Regions from separate parts of the Mus musculus genome. Here region 2 is linked to region 1. Evidence: chromatin contacts called from public targeted proximity ligation data. All regions are on one chromosome and are shown on one strand. The core of a region is the stretch at or near the end of the contact, and the rest is flanking DNA. Distances in the headings are between cores, read along the strand shown.

Region 1 (5,375 bases), core at 1,009-3,508:
AAGGCAGCCAGTCCTATGACAGGACATAACTTATAGGAAGGTCAAGCTGGTCATGATACCACACAAGCATGGAAGAGGCAGCATTGGAGACAGGAAGACTGGCTGAGAGGCTGAAAGGATTCCAAGGGTAAAGTTGAAGAGCAGATATATTCAGCATCTATGTAGCAGATTTTATAGGGAGAAAGTATGGCCCATGGTAGAGAGTGACAGCCCAGGCTCCTTCATTAATGAGTGACCTGTGTTGATTATGTGAAGTGTGTTCCATTGAGCCACATGGGGACTGGATTGTAAAAGCCACATACAGAAGCAGTGCTGTAGTTCAAGAAGGAAATGTGAAAATACACTTTAGGTCTTTTAAATGTATATTTAGCAGTGAATTAGACAACTGAAGGAGATTCTTTATGAAGAGTGTGAGCTTGAAGGTGCACAAAGACACAAGAAGAAGAGAAGAGAAGAGAAGAGAAGAGAAGAGAAGAGAAGAGAAGAGAAGAGAAGAGAAGAGAAGACGGGAATATGGCTGCTGGGACAAGACCCAGGGAATATGGCTGCTGGGACAAGATCCAGTCTCTGACAACTAGAGGGCCAGGGTAGAAAAGCCCCCAAGAATGGTGAAGTTCGCTGAAATGCAGCACATGTTCTCAGCAGCTCCTCAGCTGCGATTTTCCTGGAGTACTCACTGCCTCTGACACACGCCCATCCTTATCACAGTGACTTAGCAACACCCACACAGTCCCAGGATCTCATTCTGGGCACCTGATGACGCAAGAGGCAATATTTTGCACTACAGCTACCCAAAGTAGGATTCTTATCCTCAACATGTCTTTGAGTCAGCCTTCTCTCTGTTGAGAAGGATGTCTTCTACCTGGTAGAATGTTTAACTGCATCCCTGATTTATCAATTGGGTTTAATTAACACCCTCAGTGTTAATATCTGGAACAGAACATACAACTAGGAAGCGCTCCTTTTAGTTCTTATGGAAGGAATAGAAATGTAAGCAGAAGATTATTACATGGGTCAAGGTACTTGGCTGCAGATGAGAGAATCCATTCTTAGTGCGTAACCAGAAGAAATATTGATACATATTTCTAGAAAGGAGTAGTAGGTAGCTTCAGAACTCTGGCACATTGACAGTCAGAAAGACACCCAAGCCATCCACAGGGTCACTCTGCAGATGGCAGCATATTAGAATCCCTGCTCCTACCACAACTTAACATAGAGTGTGTCTCAGGTTTAGGTGTCAGAAGTCACCCAAGATACTTTCCCGTGCACCTGCACCCACAGGAGCCACATGGTTTTCCACTGCTGCCCACACAGGAGCCACATGGCTTTCCACTGCTGCCCACTCACTCAATGTCCAATTTTCCATGGGTGTGTCTAGCGTGCAGACCCGAGGTGTTGCTGTTGGTTTTGGTTTTAGTGTAATGGAGAGGCAGCAGTGGCTTTGAAGGTGAGATGATGCAGTTTTATTTGGCTTTAAAAATACCTCATCACTGCCCAAGTTATAACTGCAGAATTCATTTTCAATTTCAAATTCATAAATACATCTCCAGTTCCCTTCATGCTAGCCAACTACTGCTACTATTGGCTTTTACATATCTTCATCCAAATATTCCCCGCAGTCCTACACATTGACTTAGCCAGTTGAGCTCAGTCCTGCTGGGTGTTTGGTTAGCTCACATTCACACCCTACAGCCCCATCCCCTTCCCCTCACTTGTGTTAGCTTTTGGGTTTTCTCTGAATATGCAGAGTCCAGACACTTGTCTCATCCAAACTCATTCTCTTTCTGGCTTCTTGAATACAGAAAGAAGGAACTGAAATATATTAAAATCCTATGCTGTGTCAGATACAGTGGCAAGGACTTTGCATATCTAATCTTGTCCCTAAGAACTGGGTACTGTGAGGAGAAGAACTTTAAAAGCAGATGACTCAAAAAGTAAAAGAAACTATTGAAAAAGAGATCAAATAGCACATGACAAAATGAAAGCCTTGGGGCATCAAATGACATCAGCACAAAGAAGAAAAAGAATCTTGAGGCAGGGAGAAAACACTTATAAATCACATATCTGATAGGGTCTAATAAGACAGCTATACGACTCTTATTACACAGGATAAAGGCAAAACCCAATTGTAAAATGCTGAAGGATGTAGATTCATGTTTCTCTACGGCAATACATGTGAGCTCAAGAAAGATACTGAACATCATTAGTCCTGATCAAAGCCACAGCGAGATACCATTTCACACTTACTGGGGTTTCCTGTGATACAAGCTGAAAAGTAAACAGGAAACTGAGTGGTGGTGAGGGTTTGGAGCAACCGGTGCTCACTCAGATGGCACATAGAGACATGAATTTACTGCCACCATTGTGGAAAGCACTTTTGAGAAATGATATTCCCCATAGACATTAAACAGACCTATTGTGATGTGTTGTTATATCCGAATGGCCTTTCTAAGGTAACATAAAGAGGAAAGTTTTCTTTGCCCAGAGCTTTGGATATTTCAGGCCAGGTTTGGTTTGACCCATTGTTTTCCAGCCAATGGCAAGGGGATGTGTGGGGAAAAAGAAGGAAAGAGACTGGGTGGGTCCCTCAGTCCTATTTGAGGACATGCCCCCAGTGACCCAAGGGCTCTTACCAGCCCCTGCTCTTCAACATCCCACACTTTCTCCTGTAGCATCACAGGCTAGGCTTCAAATCTATAATGCCGAGACCTTTGAAGGGCTCTTCAGATCTAAAAATGCAGCACTATATAACCCAGAAATGTCACTCTAGACAATATACTCAGGAAACATAAAAATGTCAGTCTATTTAAAGCTTGATCATGCAAATTCATAACTGATTATAATCACAAAAAGATGAAATGGATTCAGGTGTCTGTCAACAAATGATTAGATAACTAAGATGTGGGATAACTATACAATGGGATATTATTTAGCCACTCAGAGGGATGGGGTATTTGACCATCTACAAGATGGGAAAATGACGGAGATACATTGCATGTGAGGAACCAAACACAAAGGTGACAGACTCATAGGATTCATCATAAGAATTGTTCCAAGTGAGGAAATTCACAGAAACAGAGCTTATGCTAGAGAGAAGGGTGAATTGAATGACTGTATTTTTGGAGGACTGGGGATGTTTAAGTCAGGTAACAGTGGAGATAGCAGTCTTTGGAAACTGCCAGAAAACTCTGCACTGTGTGTTTAAAGCAATGAGCTTTAGGGTTTGTGACTTAACTCACTGTCTTTCTCAATATTTAGAGAGAGAGAGCGAGAAATTCTCAGCTACTAGACCACCAGAAACACATCTCAACTAAAGATAGCTTTAAATCTGACCCCAGAACCTCTCTTACTACACATGTGACCACAGGCAAAATATTTGCCTTCTTTGACACTGTTTCTCTGTAGGATGAGAGATTTGTCTTCAGAGTTAAGCCAGAGACCATGCCAAGGACACCTATGATTGTCTCTGCCTACAACGAGTATTAATTCATTACAGCTACTAGATTTCTCAGCAATAACATGAGGGGTAAACATATCCTTATTCTGTAGACAGAGAAACTGAGTTCATCCAGTTTAAATGTAGGTCTGTGATTATTCAGTTGGGATTCAGACCATAGCAGTCTGATCTTAAATATTCACTGCTTAGCATATACTGTTCTCCTGTGTACTCTCTGTGCTGTTCCCCGCCTCTCTCCCCAACACCTCATCTACTGAGCCCTTCAGCCATCAGAGACCACAAAAGATGTCTTAAGATGTATACAACTTCCCAGTGTTGATGCAGGATCCCCATGTTGCTGTCCCCAAAGTTGGACTTTGGTGGGTACAGAAGCAAGCTTTTCCTCCTAACAGGAATATCAAAATGTTTCTACTTTGCTCAGAACAAGTTTTATTTGTTTACTTTGTTTTCATTTGGATTTATATGCCTCTAGGCTACACCTCTCCTTTCTATTTTGGATTATAAACCACTTATACACAAATGCTTCTTTAAGCCGTCATGCAGCTCACATAATCCATCAAACAGGGACTGATTAAATACCTTATGCCACATTTATACAAAGGAATATTGTGCAACTGGAAGAAAGATAAGGTAAATCTGTGTGTCTAATCTATAGTGACAAGTTAATAATATGCATGTTGTGGTCCATTCACACAAAGTGTATTATTCATGCACAGGAGCAGTGGGAAGAGCCGTGAAGATGTTAGCTTTTGGCTCAGCATCTAGCAAGTGGGGTTCAGGGGACACTAGGTGGAGGCAGGATTTTAACTTTCATTTTAGGTTTTTCTGTTTTATAACAAAGAGAAATAAACATGATGTGCCTATGAAAAGGAAAGTGCACAGCTAAATGGAAAAGTTTCTTCACTCACAAGGCGGCGTTCATGAGCATGATAACCTTGACCAATAGGATTTAAATATTTACAATTCCTTTGTGAGGATCTTATGAAATTTCAACTACCTGCTTTTTGTGATTTCTAGACACGTGGAGAACTCACGTTGTAGCAGCCAATGGGATTAGTACATAAACGAATGTTCTATTCTGGTTGTTAATGACCTTATACAATAATTTCAGTTCATCTTTCCCCAAAGGGAAGTTCTCCAAGACTTTTAAAGTGTATTGCTATATTGGTACAATAAAGCCCTGAAACACTGTATTTCTTAAGCTCTTCTGCAGGACCACAGTATATGCTAGATGAGCAAACGCACCTAAGAAAGTTGCAATGAAAACATGTGGCGTTGCTAATGCAATAGTTCTCAAAGGAGTTGAGTACATCAGCATAGCAATTTCCTGGAAGCTACTTAGGGATACATGGGCCTGGTGCTGTGGGCTATCCCACTGTCAGAGTTTCTGTAGAGAACAAGGAATAATGGTACCTTTGGGATTGACTGCTTGCTTGTATAATTGGTGTCTATACTTGAGAGCATTACATTTTAGGAAAGGTAATTAAATAATTCATTGTTTGATGTTATGGAAGATGCTAACTTCAGAGTACATTTGCATGGGCAAATGCACACTGATGTGTTTTTCCATAGGAGGAAGAGGCACTTTAATGTTTCTTGTGTGCCTGGCATAACCCTTGATCATTTACTCCCTAACTTAGCTTCCAAGTTCAATTTGGAGAAGTCCTTAGATTTTTGTAAAGGGCAAACTGTCCATGCACACAGTAGGAACATTCTTTTGAAAATATAGAAGAGAACTATGCTAAGATGACAGGAGATTCTGAAGAGCCCTGATGTGGAAAGTGGAGCAGTAGCCTGAAGTCAATGAATGTGGTCTATCTGAGGAGAATTGTGTCTGCTGAATTTGTTTATGTAAAAAGCCCTACAAAGATTTAAAAAGCTGAAATTAAATTAATTACATTTTCATACTTTGAAGCTT
Region 2 (5,375 bases), core at 1,033-3,532, 320 kb before region 1:
AGGAAGGGAAGTGGGTGATAGCAGTGATTATCGGGGTTCCTGCTATGTGCATTAAAATAGCCCTTCCCGTCCATCTGCTTCAAACAATTGCCTGTTAGATCCCAACCTTCCGTGGTTACCGAGTGGGAATGAATGGAAATGTTTTGCAAAGGGGTACATAACACACAAATGCAACTGGCTGAAAGGCTGATTAAAAATTCTGTGTTTTACAGAAGGTCATTCTCCTTTTCTTCTTTGTAGGACTGTGTGTTTGCACTTGGCAGACATGCACACTGTGGCCATTATCCCTGCTCTGGGGCAGCAACCATTGGGTTTGGAGTGACTAAGAAAGAAAGTGCTTAAAGCTGAGCTCTTGGTGGTCTGTTTAACCTTTTGGCTGAGTCCAGTTGCCCTGCTGACACCTAAATGGACTCAAGAGAAGCCAGAAAGCTTTGTGAATATGCAGGACTTTCCTCAGAGGGCCACAATAGGCCTCCATGACTAAAAGAAAATTAGGTTCCTCAGCAGCAAACTGCCCTCTAGGGGAGGGCGGGGCGGGGGGGGGGGGGAGCAGATTCCAGAGGAGAGAAGGGGAGAGAAAGCAATACATTTCAAACTGTTCTTCCTAATTATAATCAAAACTAGAGCCGTAAATGACAGCAGACTTTTAGATTCTGCTTGCTTGCCTGGTAGTCATCTTCCAGCCCATGGTCTCTGTACGTGTTTATTTTTTTTAACTGCCGTGGGATCTTTGGAGCATCTCGGGTGTGCTGGGCCACTCTTGCGTGTTTGTACGGCTCCAGCTTGGTGCAGTGGCTGACCTGACTGGATCGTGCACTGCTTTGATCACTTAAAAATGAAAGCCGTTTTTATTGCAAATTGTACTGGAATGATTTCAAAACTAAACAAACCACAAGGGCTTGTTCTGTTTATTCTTTATTACTCGCACATTTAAAGGAACACAAAGGCTCTCGTTCCCTCACGCCCTCAAAGAAGGATGTTTAGGACATTATTTTGAAACCACCCTCTCTTTTCACATGTCAGGCCAAATCCTGGTGAGGGTGCTTCTGAAATGGGTCAACAGGTTGGCATTCTCCATATGTACAGGACATCTTGAGTGTCTTCACTATGTCCTTGCCTGGGTCTGGGTTACAAATCTGGGAGAATCTGTCTAAAATCTAGCACTGTATGGTCATGTATCATTGGGTACAATAGATAAACTCTGATTTTTCCCTTACACATAAAGTGGTGGTTAAAGCCCTGTCTTGTTTAATGTAGGTTTTAAAGGAAAATAAATAGATGTGATTTTTTTTTTTTTTTTTTTTTTTTTTTTGAGACAGGGTTTCTCTGTATAGTCCTGGCTGTCCTGGAACTTACTTTGTAGACCAGGCTGGCCTCGAACTCAGAAATCCACCTGCCTCTGCCTCCCAAATGCTGGGATTAAAGGCGTGCACCACCACGCCCTGCTCTAGATGTGATTTTTATTTGTAGTGTTATTTTCAACTTCCAAATGAGGAAAATGGACTCAAATACCCATTCAGCTATTCACAGATTAACACAGGTTAGGGTGCAAAGACCAGCCCTGCTCTGGTCTAATGGTTTTGTTGTTGTTGTTGTTGTTGTTGTTGTTGTTGTTGTTTTGGTTTGGTTTGGTTTGGTTTGGTTTGGTTTGGTTTGGTTTGGTTTGGGTTGGGTTGGGTTTGGTTTTGGTTTTTTTTTTGTTTTTGTTTTTGTTTTTGTTTTTGTTTTTTTCTCTTTTCTTCACAGGAAAGAGTTAGAGAAGGGAGAATTTCATTACCTTGAGTCTTTAACACCCCCTTAAAAAGGACCAGCACAGAGTCCTCCTTAGGAAAACATTTTAAAGCTGTCATTTTCTCTATCTTATTTTTTTTTATTAAAATGTCCCTAATTAACTGATACTATGATGACAATGAATTGAAAGGCCATGGCTTTAAAGGCACTATTTGCATAATGAGGTGTCTGTAGCAAGAGTTGCTTCCTTTGGTCTTTTTGATCAACAGTGGTGATAGCCTTATCTCCTCCATGCTATAGTCAATAGGTTATTAAAAGGCACCAAATACCCTAACAGCCTCATACTTTTGATTTTCTGCCATACTTTCCAAGTTAATGAGGAAGAGGGTCAAGGGAATTTATTCCTGTGCTTCAGGAAATCCACAAACAATATTAAAAGAGAAGTTGGTGGCAGATTAAGAAACTTTTAATAACCTTGTGCAAACCTTCCAGACACTCATTACTCAGTACAGGTGACTGAAATATGCAATCTCACAATATGCTATGGGATTTAGTGGCGAGCTAGAGGCTGGGAGTTGGGGGAAGGCAGAGCTAGGGGGAAGGGGTAGACCAAGCAGGTCAGTGAAAGAGTCAGCTCCACTTTCAAAAACATTACTGTATTTTAACTAAAATAATTACATAGAGAGGAATGGAAGAAACCTTGAAGGGCTTGGCATACAGTTTCTTGAAAGCCACTAACCAGAGACCATTGGTGACTCATCAGATGCACATGTGGTTCTTCTCCCTCCCCCCCCCCCCCACCGCAACCTCTCTCTGCGTATTTGCCCTTCCCCCTTTTCTTCTCTTTATCACTTCCTCTCTCTTTGTAAGACATTATTTTTGAAGAACTTTCCTGATTTCTTGACTACTTAGAGTCTAAAGGTTGGACATTTCAAGACATTTCCTGCTTCCTTATTAAACAGGTCTATTTCTCAGCACCAATGATGAATTCGCACACAGATAGGGATTATCGCCGTCACTCGCCATCTAGCCTCAGCTCCTTCTGGGGACTTAAGCCATCCACATAATAGATTAACACAGAGTGCATTAGGAACTAAAACCATTGCAGCTCTGCAGTCCTGTAGGCAAGAGTCCGGGTTCAATCTTTATCAATATGGAAAACAAGAAGGAGAAGGATCACAGCTGACAGAACTAGGTAGCAATTTGTGACTCAAAAACCTAAGCGACTTACCTGAAGTCACTCTAATATTAAGTGAGGTTTAGAATATCTTAACAAACCCTGGTTCCAAGACCTGCAACCTGGAATCAGTTTCTTCTTTATAAAAACCATCATTTTTATCATCTCTGCACCCCCTTTTTTTTTTTACTTAATTTTTTGAAATGGTCAAATATACTAATATTTGTGAATGATTCATAACGTCAACATAACTGTAAGCAAATGTGCTTCTGAGGTTAAAAGAAGGCAATGTATTAGTTCCTGTTCTTTATGCTGTGACAAACACTTGCGAGATAAAACTGAAAACCAGAAAGAATTACTACAGATCATGGTTTCAGGGGTTCTGTCTCTGATCACTTGGCCCCAGGTGCTTAGTTAGTATATCATGGCAGTAGGAGCATGTCGCTGAAGAGAACTGCTCATCTCTGGCAGACAGAAACAGAAAAGGGAGACAGAAAAGGGCCAGGAACAAGATAGCCCAGTGACTAACTGTCTGGGCTCACCTATTATGTTTTCAGATCCTCCCTAAATAACACCACAAGCTTGGGGCCCAGATTTTGACTACCAATCTTTTTTGAGGGTATTTCACATTCAAATCATAACAGCGAGTTATAGTGGTAGAAATCCCATGGTCAAGAACAAAGAGACAATGTCACGCCTACAATATAGTCAAGATCACAGGGGCTATAATGGAGTGTCCTGTGGCAGACCAGAAGTAGAAACTATTTGCTATAAAAGAGAAGAAGAGTAAATATTACAGATTTCGTGGCCCATTTGTTTTATTTCACATGCTCGACTCTGCAATTAGAAGCAGCCTTTAGCAATATGTAAATAAGTGAGTATGGCTGGCGTCCAATAAAACCTTATTTGTGAACACAGACATTTGAATTTCATATCGTTTTCATGTTTATAAAACATTATTTTTCTTGAGGTTTTTATTTTAATCATTTAAAGATGATATGAAAGACAATTTTAAATTGCAGGGCATTCTCAAGCAGATGAGATTTGGCCCACAGGACACAGTTTATAGATCTCTGATATAGAACAAAGGAAGTGATAAAATGGCTGACTTGGGTAAATACTATTTGGTAGGAAATACCTTGTTACTAAACTTCATTATGAAGAAGATCACAAAACTGTATTAGAATCAGGTGGTGGTAGTGCACGCCTTTAATCCCAGCACTGGGGAGGCAGAGGCAGGTGAATCTCTGAGATCAAGTCCAGCCTGATCTATAGAGTGAGTTCCAGAACAACCAAGGATACACAGAGAAACCCTGTCTGGAGAAAACACACACACACACACACACACACACACACATACACACAACAATAACAACAACAGAATGTATTAGACTGGGGCGCTTTGCATCACAAGAAATCTCATCTCAAAGGACTACAAAGACATTTACAATATGTGTAACAGGACAGTTGAATGTAGAGACCTCAGGTTTCATTTAGCAATGTAAATGCCACTGGAGACCTGAGTTCTTTCCATCAGTTGCCCCTTCCACACCCAGCACATGGACCTTCATATTTATGCATATCCTGAAGACTTTGGCCACAGGCCCAAGCACTGGATCACCTGAGCATTTTCACCTGGCAGACAGAAGTTTCTTTTGTCAGAAAGCAAATGCTTTCTCAGAAGCCTCCCTTCAGACAACCCTATTGTTAAGAGGGTGGAGGGAATGATGTGGCCACACTTTTGCATTGCAAACAAATACAAAGTTATCTCCGGTTGACTCAGACCAGTCATCAGTTGACCCAAACAGAACTGGGATTCTAGAAGCAAGATGGAAGTCATGGCTCTTGCCATGGTCACTGACAGGATCTGCCTTAAAGGAGCAGTGTATTGTGGGAACTTGAGCCAGAGGCCAAGTGCAAGTATGATGAAGCTTTATATTCTCATATATTTTTTATGTTGCCACTTACCAAAAGTGTGGGGGCTGAGGGGGCAGAATTAATGTTTCTATCTTGTAAATTGACAAAAACAAAAAAGCAGGATCCAGGTCTGTGTCTTACTGTCTTACTCGTTATGGTGCCTCTGCTCATCGAGGGTCTAGTTCTTGAGGTATAGTGAATACTTAAAAAAATGAAACAGGACTTATAGATCACATTAAACAAGTTATCCAGTTAGCAAACAAAAGAGAAGGAAAGACAACAAGAAGAGAAAAACTGAAAGGAAATAAGAATGGGGACAGTCCATGAATTGTGTGGCACACGAAACCTTCAGTTTTCCCTGGAAAAGAAGCCAAAGACCTCCTGGGAACAGTTTCTGCTCCACACCCAGGTTGTTTGGTATTGTTGGATTCTCTGTGGAATTGAAAGATTTTGAGCAGTCTTTTGTGTCATCGTAAGTTCACAATAACAGAATACCACAGTCTAACTATAAATGATGATGGGGTATGTGAAAACATTCAAAAGAAATGCC

What was found.
Region 2: a contact with region 1 is called in a targeted proximity ligation map of CD8 T cells, with 6 read pairs. A contact is called at or near these places in 3 of 130 datasets of targeted methods (CD8 T cells and bone marrow-derived macrophages).

What each region holds. Positions count from the first base shown.
Region 1 is chr19:14,348,689-14,354,063 of GRCm38.p6, reverse strand. No RefSeq gene overlaps it. Among named protein-coding and RNA genes, the nearest start is that of Gm8630, 85 kb to the left of the region's middle.
Region 2 is chr19:14,665,863-14,671,237 of GRCm38.p6, reverse strand. No RefSeq gene overlaps it. Among named protein-coding and RNA genes, the nearest start is that of Tle4, 70 kb to the right of the region's middle.